2 separate regions of the Mus musculus genome follow, and region 1 is linked to region 2. Evidence: chromatin contacts called from public ChIA-PET data. All regions are on one chromosome and are shown on one strand. The core of a region is the stretch at or near the end of the contact, and the rest is flanking DNA. Distances in the headings are between cores, read along the strand shown. Region 1 overlaps Dipk1a (divergent protein kinase domain 1A). Region 2 overlaps 1700028K03Rik (RIKEN cDNA 1700028K03 gene).

What was found. ChIA-PET counts read pairs in DNA pulled down with a chosen protein or histone mark.
Region 1: an RNA polymerase II ChIA-PET map of memory CD8 T cells shows a contact between it and region 2, with 13 read pairs. The contact joins two enhancer-like sites. A contact is called at or near these places in 1 of 115 datasets of contacts at active chromatin or transcription factors (memory CD8 T cells) and 1 of 9 other capture datasets (adipose tissue).

What each region holds. Positions count from the first base shown.
Region 1 is chr5:107,924,814-107,928,956 of GRCm38.p6, reverse strand. The region is part of intron 1 of Dipk1a (divergent protein kinase domain 1A); the gene reads left to right. Among named protein-coding and RNA genes, the nearest start is that of Gm26387, 20 kb to the right of the region's middle. Within about 2 kb of position 2,221, at least 78 of the 459 cell types and tissues checked have an H3K27ac peak or open chromatin away from gene starts, as enhancers often do. A contact at or near this core is called in memory CD8 T cells, where this site is marked.
Region 2 is chr5:107,544,310-107,548,125 of GRCm38.p6, reverse strand. It overlaps 1700028K03Rik (RIKEN cDNA 1700028K03 gene), which reads right to left. Exons shown (of 6, transcript NM_182745.3): 4 at 2,270-2,438; 5 at 1,847-1,925; 6 at 1-9. Among named protein-coding and RNA genes, the nearest start is that of 1700028K03Rik, 11 kb to the right of the region's middle. Within about 2 kb of position 1,990, at least 25 of the 459 cell types and tissues checked have an H3K27ac peak or open chromatin away from gene starts, as enhancers often do. A contact at or near this core is called in memory CD8 T cells, where this site is marked.

The DNA.
Region 1 (4,143 bases), core at 972-3,471, 380 kb before region 2:
GAGCAGTTAAGAATGCTGATTACTGGGCTGGTGAGGTGGCTCAGTGGGTCCGGAGTTCAAAACCCAGCAACCACATGGAGGCTCACAACCATCCTTAACGAGATCTGACTCCGTCTTCTGGATAAATAAATAATTCTAAAAAAAAAAAAAAAAAAAAAAAAAAAAAGAATTCTGACTACTCTTCCAGAGACCCTGAGTTCAGTTCCCAGCAACCACATGGTGGTTCACAACCATCTATAATGGGATCTGATGCCTTCTTCAGATTTGTCTGAAGATAGCTCCAGTGTACTCATACATAAAATAAATAAGTAAATATTTTTTTTTTTAAAAATCAGCCAGGCGTGGTGGTGCATGCCTTTAATCCCAGCACTCGGGAGGCAGAGGCAGGTGGATTTCTGAGTTTGATGCCAGCCTGGTCTACAGAGTGAGTTCCAGGACAGCCAGGGCTATACAGAGAAACCCTGTCTCAAAAAACAAAAACAAAAGAAACAAAAAAACAAAAACAAAAAAAATGGATATAAGAAATTTATCATCACCAGTTCAGCCTCAGAGAGAGTCACGTGAGCTAGTGCTGCCATTGTTCTTGTCCCTGAACGTAAAAGCTCCTCGCGTAACTAATAACAGAGTTCCTTTCTGAACTTCAAATTGTTCCCCAAGATGTTCTACATCAAAGCCAGTAGTAAAAGCATCTCAGCCCAGCTTCACTAACATTCTTTTTCCAAAAGTTTTTTAAGGCTGGTGGTCATTGCTCACAATAGGTCTCTAAGTTCTTCTCTAGTGCAATGATAATAATCTGCTCCAGCAGCAATGCCTGAGAGAGATCAAGGATTAGTACTGTGAGTGCCAGAGATACTGCCCAGTGAGGGGCTGGAAGCCCCCTAGAGTTTTCACATAATTCTTAGATTAAGAGGGATGTGAGGGCAGCAAGCAGAGCAGAACTGCACAACAACATGATGTCCTCAGAACCATGCCTCAACTGAGAGACACCGTCCTGGCTGTGCTAACCGGTGAGCCAAATTCTTTCCATGAGTTCTAAAACCATTTATTATTCCTCCTGCGTGATCCTCAGCACTTCAAATTATCAATTGTCTCCCAAGTATTAGTGGTACTTTGTGAGGCTTAGGGATTAGTTCCGGGGACACGTGCTTGCACAGAACCTTGGGTCTGGTCCCCAGCACTCAAAAAATTAGAATGGAGGAAGGACCTGATGGAAGGAAGGAGGGAGGGAGGGAGGGAGGGAGGGAGGGAGGGAGGGAGGGAGGGAGGGAGGGAGGGAGGGAGAAGAGAGGAGAGAGATGGGAGAGACAGAGAGGAGAGAGGAGAGAGGCGTGTGGATGTGATGACTTAGCACCGTCAAACTGGGGACCTGAATTCAACCTCTGGTGCCACATGTTGGTTGTACAGAATTAATTCCCACAAATTGTCCACCACACTTGTCCTGTGGCACTTGAATACACACCTCTCCACACACACATACACACACAGAAAAAAAAAACTTTTGACTTGTGTCACCAATACCATTTTCCCTTTGTTTCATTCTGTTTTGTTTTGAGATGGTCTCACTTTGTAGCCCTGACTGGTCTAGAGCTCAAGAAGGTCAGCCTCTGTGCCCCAAGTGCTGACTTCCAAACTTTCAAACTTCATTTTCTTAGTTTTTCTTGAAATTAAAATGATACCATTTTCTTCTTCCCTTTCCTTTCTCCAGACCACACTCACACACCTCGAATTCATGGCTTCTTTTTCTTAAATTGTACATACATATATAATATATTCCTAAATATACAACTACAACCTACCTGCTCAGTCCGTATAAGGTTCATTTATGTAACTGATTTCAGGGTTGACTGTGTGGTGTTGGGTAACCCTTTGATGTGACTCTGAGAAGGCTGTCTACCCTGCTCATCGTTGCTTAGTTGCCTATAGTTCTACCTCCGGGTTGGGGCACTGATAGCTTCCCACTCTGTGTTAGCATACATTTTGGTTTCCTTGTTGTTCGTTGGTTTTGTCTTGTGTTTCATAAATATTTTCCAATCTTAAGTTTCTCCTTGTCTAGACTTAACCCTTGTGACTTAATTGTTGAAGAAATGGTCTCTTTGTATTGCATGTTTCCCACAGTCTGGAGTTTGCCACAAACTGTCCTTTGCTTCAAGGTTGCCAGTGCTACCGGCTGTCTCCACCATTTCCTGTGAACGGGTGGTTGCAGCTAGAGGTTTGATCCGATCCAGAGCTTCCTTCCTTTTCGGCTGTAGCCAATGGCAGCATTGTTGATCTCTTCTTGCACGGGGACTTTGTGTGTGTGTGTGTCTGCTTGGTGCACAGCATGCTTTGCAGGCTTTAATCTTAGTGGAGGCTCAGAATGCTAGCACGTGTCAGTTTATAGCTGATGATCACACTTCTTAGGTCCAGTAATCTCAAATGATTTTTAGACAGGCCTCTTGGGTCCATTGTGTTGCATGTGATTTAATTTTGTGGTGTGTGTGTGTGTGTGTGTGTGTGTGTGTGTGTGTGTGTGAATTCACTTAGTGCTATATAAAAATGTTTTGCATTAAAAGTGCTTTTACAATTAGTAATAAAACTCAAAGGACTCAGCCGGGCATGGTGGTGCCCGCCTTTCATCCCAGCACTTGGGAGGCAGAGACAGGCGGATTTCTGAGTTCAAGGCCAGCCTGGTCTACAGAGTAAGTTCCAAGACAGCCAGGGCTATACAGAGAAATCCTGTCTCGAAAAAACAAAACAAAACAAAAAACAAAAAACAAAAACAAACAAACAAACAAACAAACAAACAAACCCCTCAAAGGCCTGAATTATTTGTACTGGGATTCACCATCTGTGAAACCCCTTGAGGACAGATGTCTGAACTGCAGATAGAACCATTTCCCTTTGTGCTTGCTGAGTTGGGTGTGTTTTCCCTTTGAGCTTGCTGTCTCCTGCTCGTGCACCATGGCTCTTTAGTCTCTTTCTGCTTTCTCTGCAAGCTCATCCTGCTCACAGTATTCTACTGTTTCCAAGTGTGAGAAACTGGCTTGGGAATATAAAAGCAAAACTAGCTTTTCATTGTGTGTGTGCATCCTTAATTTATTCTGCTCAGTTCTATCTGTAGACCTCAGTTCTACTGTTTATTAAATCGAACCACTGGAACTCTAGATCCAAAAAGTAACTATCAGGCTGTGTTGACCAACCGCCACGTTTGAATATTGAATGGCTTGATCTATGGCTGATGTAGAAAGGCATCAACAGCTGAGATCAGATATCAGAGCAGCGCACACAAAACATTGCAAAGGGGAGCCTGTTGTGTAGCTTTGCCCATTGGCGTGCAAGGAATAATTTTTGCTTTTCTTTCTTTTTGTTTTTCTTTTTGTTGTTGTTTTGCTTTGCTTTTCTTCTTTGAGACAGGATCTTATATAGCCTTGTCTGGCAACTCAGTATAACTAACAATGACCTTGAACCTCTGATTCTCCTACCTCTACCTCCCAAGTGCTGGAATACAGGTTTCTACCAACATACCTGGATAAATCTTATTTTTACAGACTTGTGTACACACACACACACATACACACACACACACACCAGATCAGGCAGGGTTTTCCTATGTAGTACTGGCTATTTGGGACTCAGGGTTAGTGTTAAGAACTTGCTCTGAGCCGGGCATGGTGGCACATGCCTTTAATCCCAACACTTGGGAGGCAGAGACAGGCGAATTTCTGAGTTTGAGGCAGGCCTGGTCTACAGAGTGAGTTCCAGGACAGGCAGGGCTACACAGAGAAACCCTGTCTCGGGAAAAAAAAAAAAAAAGAACTTGCTCTGTAGACCAGGCTGGCCTTGAACTCACAGAGATCCACCTGTCTCTGCCTCCCAAGTGCTGGGGTTAAAGGAGTGTGCCAGCACTGCCTGGCTAAAATATTAAGTATTACTATGATTATTCATAAAGACCTTTAAAATTCTCACTTGAAACAGTGTTTTGTCTGCTCGCCTGGTCTAGAAGTGGTGTTGTGCTTTATTGAGTAAGTGGCCTGAATGGCATTGGAGATGCCGAACGTACATCCTGAAAGGGTATTTGTTTCCCTTACTTTCCTAAGACCCATGTTGTCTGGGCTTCTTGACAATGCACTTTGTTCTAGAGCTGCCATATAAAAGCTTGGATTA
Region 2 (3,816 bases), core at 741-3,240:
GGACGTAGTCTGAAAAAAGATGTAAACATACAGCATTATTTATAGAAAGAGTATTTTGGTAGGACTGTATTTTGCAAAATTCTTTCTGCTGGAGGATGACACACACCTTTGATCCCAGAACTTAGGTGTTAGAGGCATGTGGATGTCTGAGTTTGACTGAAGCCAGTATTGTCTACATGGAGAATTTTAGGCCACCCAGGGCTGCAGAATGAAATTCTGCCTCAAATGATAATTCAGCAAACATCTCTCGACATGGATGTGCCAAAACATTGTGTATGAATTAGAGTGATAGAGTAACTGAACTGTGTCTTCAAGGAATTTCAGACTGTAACTCCCTAAAATGCAGTATGAGAAATGCTCTAGGATTTCCAAGTGCAAAACTTAGGAAGGGAAGTTGACGTGTCTATGAACACTGTCAAGGAGAAGCCACCTGAGAAGAGACTGAACTGGTGGGGAACAGTTCACAAGGTTACCAGGAATAAACTGCGAAGATGTCAGGCTCAGGAAAGAAATGAGTAGAAGGTGGATAGCTTGACAATCCTCAAGAGGGTACACAACTTGAAGACATATTTAAAAACAAAAGCCCTTAGTAACAATAACAGTATCTTAAAAAGTCATAAAGAGTCTACCTTAAAATACCTATATTGCACTTAAGTCGGTATATAAATCTATAATTTTAATGAAGTTTTCCCACCGGGGCTGACAGTCATTGAAGAGCCATAGGCCATCTAACACAACCCAACACTAGACATGAGAAGCCCTCCTTTGCATTGGTTGTCAGAGTTGTCCAAGAGACTCCCAAAACATTAGAAGCTATTGCTATTGCTCTTGGTTGCCCACGGGTGGAAGGTAAGTCCTTATTTCTGAAGACTACCTTTATGACCCTAGAAGGGGCGGTGCAAGCTTCCAAATGAGGGAAGGAACCAACAATCCTACCCAGTATGTCTATGAACCACAACAGTGACTAGCATGACATGATAACCCTAAGGGTACAGCAGTGGCATGCATATCTTAGCAGGAACGAACAGGTCTCTAATTAGATTTAAGACCTGCTAAACAAGAGGGAAATCATGCCTGTACTGGGAACCCTGAAAACTACCCAGGACTAGTGATGTCATGGATCTTGGAGGGAAACATACAACCACCACTTTACTAAACCAGCAGTATACCTAACTACACTTTAAATATTTGTCATATCCACAGGTAAGTATAGTCCTCACCCCTCATCAAGGAAACTTGTCTCTGCAAAATAGAAAAGAACATTACAGAAAACCACAACCAATCAAAATGCAGGGTTGTGGGTCCTACTAGTTTTAACTGATACAACTACAACACAACTCCTACACCTAAGGCTCAGTGATCATTGCAAAAGAGGTCAGAAAGATTTTGATTCAAGAATAGGGCATTGGCTGTGAGATTGTGTCTCCTAGAAATGTCAGAAGCTATACATATGAAGTCTCAACATAGATGGCTAAACATGACTCAAAAAGTCACCAGCAATAGGAATGATAACATGTAAGTAAAAAGCCCCAGGTCTGACAAGAACTACAGGAAACCCAGGAATGCTGAGATCAGGGGAAGAGGTCTTCCCCAGGGAAAACTCCCAAATTGGTAATTCACTTCTAAGTGGTCAGCCTGGGACTGAACAGGTTATAGTATGCATTTAGGAACACACACGTAACAAAAAGAGGCCACATCTAAAAGAGCATGGGGGGGGGGCATTAAGAAGCAAATGGAGGGGGGAAATTCTCTATTATCTCAAAACTTTATTTAAAATCAAAACCTTAAAATCTCTGGCCAAGATGTACATATTTGTGTATGAGTATCCTTTGTCCAGGTGGCTTACCTTGGCTATAGTGCACATAAGGTCAAGAGCGTTTACTGTGTTGTGTACAGGAAGTATTCGTAAGTTACTGCCCAAGAACCTGAAAAGAAAGTGGTTACGTAACTGACTGACTGCTGTTTGCTGTCACAGGCAGCACGAGGAGGGGACAGAGCTCTGCTGTACACATGTTCATTCAGTCACATCCTGCTTTGTGCCTTAGAAGATTTGAGGTGGCTATGTAACCAGGTTTTAGAGCTCACTTTGTTTTGCTTATGTAAAATAGGCAGGCCCCATGTCAACACCAACTCTGGTCACCCTGACTTAAGGAACACCTGTCTGCCCTGTTGGGTTACATATAACAGGTTATAAAGTTTGACTGCCTAAAAGCATTAAGAACTGAAGTAAACAAAACTAAGAAAGACTGGCTGTGCTTTGCTTCCATACCTCTGATGTATCCTGAACATGAGACTCCATTCTTCAGGCCCATGGAGTGGAGCAAATAGAACCAAGAAACTATTTTGGTGAATGTTAATAAACTTCTCAATTTTGGTTACAAATATTTCCTCAGCCGATGTCATACACTCCTTAGCATCCATCAACAAGAATGCAACTCCTAGAAAGGGTGAATATGATGAAGTTACACAGAGCCTCAAGCTCAATAATATCAGGGACCTCAAACAATTTGTATATAACAAAATGGTTTGGATATTTCTTTGACATGCTCTAGAAAACAGAATGACCTGTTCTAAATATTTAAAGGAAAAACATTGGCCAGTAATTTTTTTCTGCCATAAGTCTATTTTAAAAGTTAACCTTTCAAGCCAGGTGTGGTGATACACATCTATAATCTCAGCATATGGAAGCTTGGACAGGAGAACTGTGGTGAGTCCAAGGCCATTCCAGGCTATAGAAACAACCATCCAGGACTACAGAATGAAAACTTTAAAAAGTTTTCATACTAGAATATTTTTTGAAAATATTTTCTGGCTTATTAGAAAAGCTATCCCAAAGGATATAAGTAAACAGCTAAAGGAAGATAGGAGGCACAGGGACAGGTATCCAGGAGGTGCCATGTCCTTCCACAACCACTACCTTACAAGCAAGTGTTCAGCGACTCAGAAGGTTCTGTAATGACTGTCAAAGTGAGAATCAATAAGAGAAAGGGAGTTTAAAGCAAATCTTCAATTATTTCTTATTGAAGAAACCTTCCTCCCTCAGGAGGAGCCGTAACTAACTGAATGTATTCAAACAAGCATATACCTGGTGTCTGAAATGGGACCAACTATCAGAATTGTCTTAAAGGACACTTGAGCTTAGTAATAGCTGTTCAGAAAGTAAAAAGACACGATCAATAGAAAGCTGTGTGTGATTACACAGTGACTGAATGCATTTATACATTTTATATAACCTCTCTGAACATCATTGTCCTCCTCAAGAACATGGAAAGAGTACCTCTTTGTAAACATACAGATGATAACCAAACATACAAGTCACCAAAAATGCTCTTTTTTTTCTGGAGTATTTTCTATTCAACTAGGAGGAATGCTTTGGAGTCTGGATAATTTTCAGCATGCCTTTTTAGATGATTCAGAAATCACCTGCCTTCTAAAATCTCTGCTAGAATGGTAAACCTAACAGAACTATTTGAGATTCTGCGATGGTCTCCCTGTGGCGCAGGCTCGGCATTAGGGTCGCTAGCTTGTGAGTGAGAGGGCACAGACTGATGCCTGCCTTCCTTCATCACTTCTGTCACACCTGTTACTCCCCATGCACAGATGGAGGCTGTCCCTCCATATCACCAGACTTTTTTAGCCTAACTTAACTCCTGAACTTTGTTCATGTCTCATACATAATTTTGTAATTCTAGGAACATTTATTTGTCCCTATAAAGTTCTTCAATATTTATTTTTTCAGTAAATCAAAGTAATAGGAGTATATCATATATTGGTTTGGGTATGTAAATTATGGCCAGAGTAGTACTGTTGGCCTCT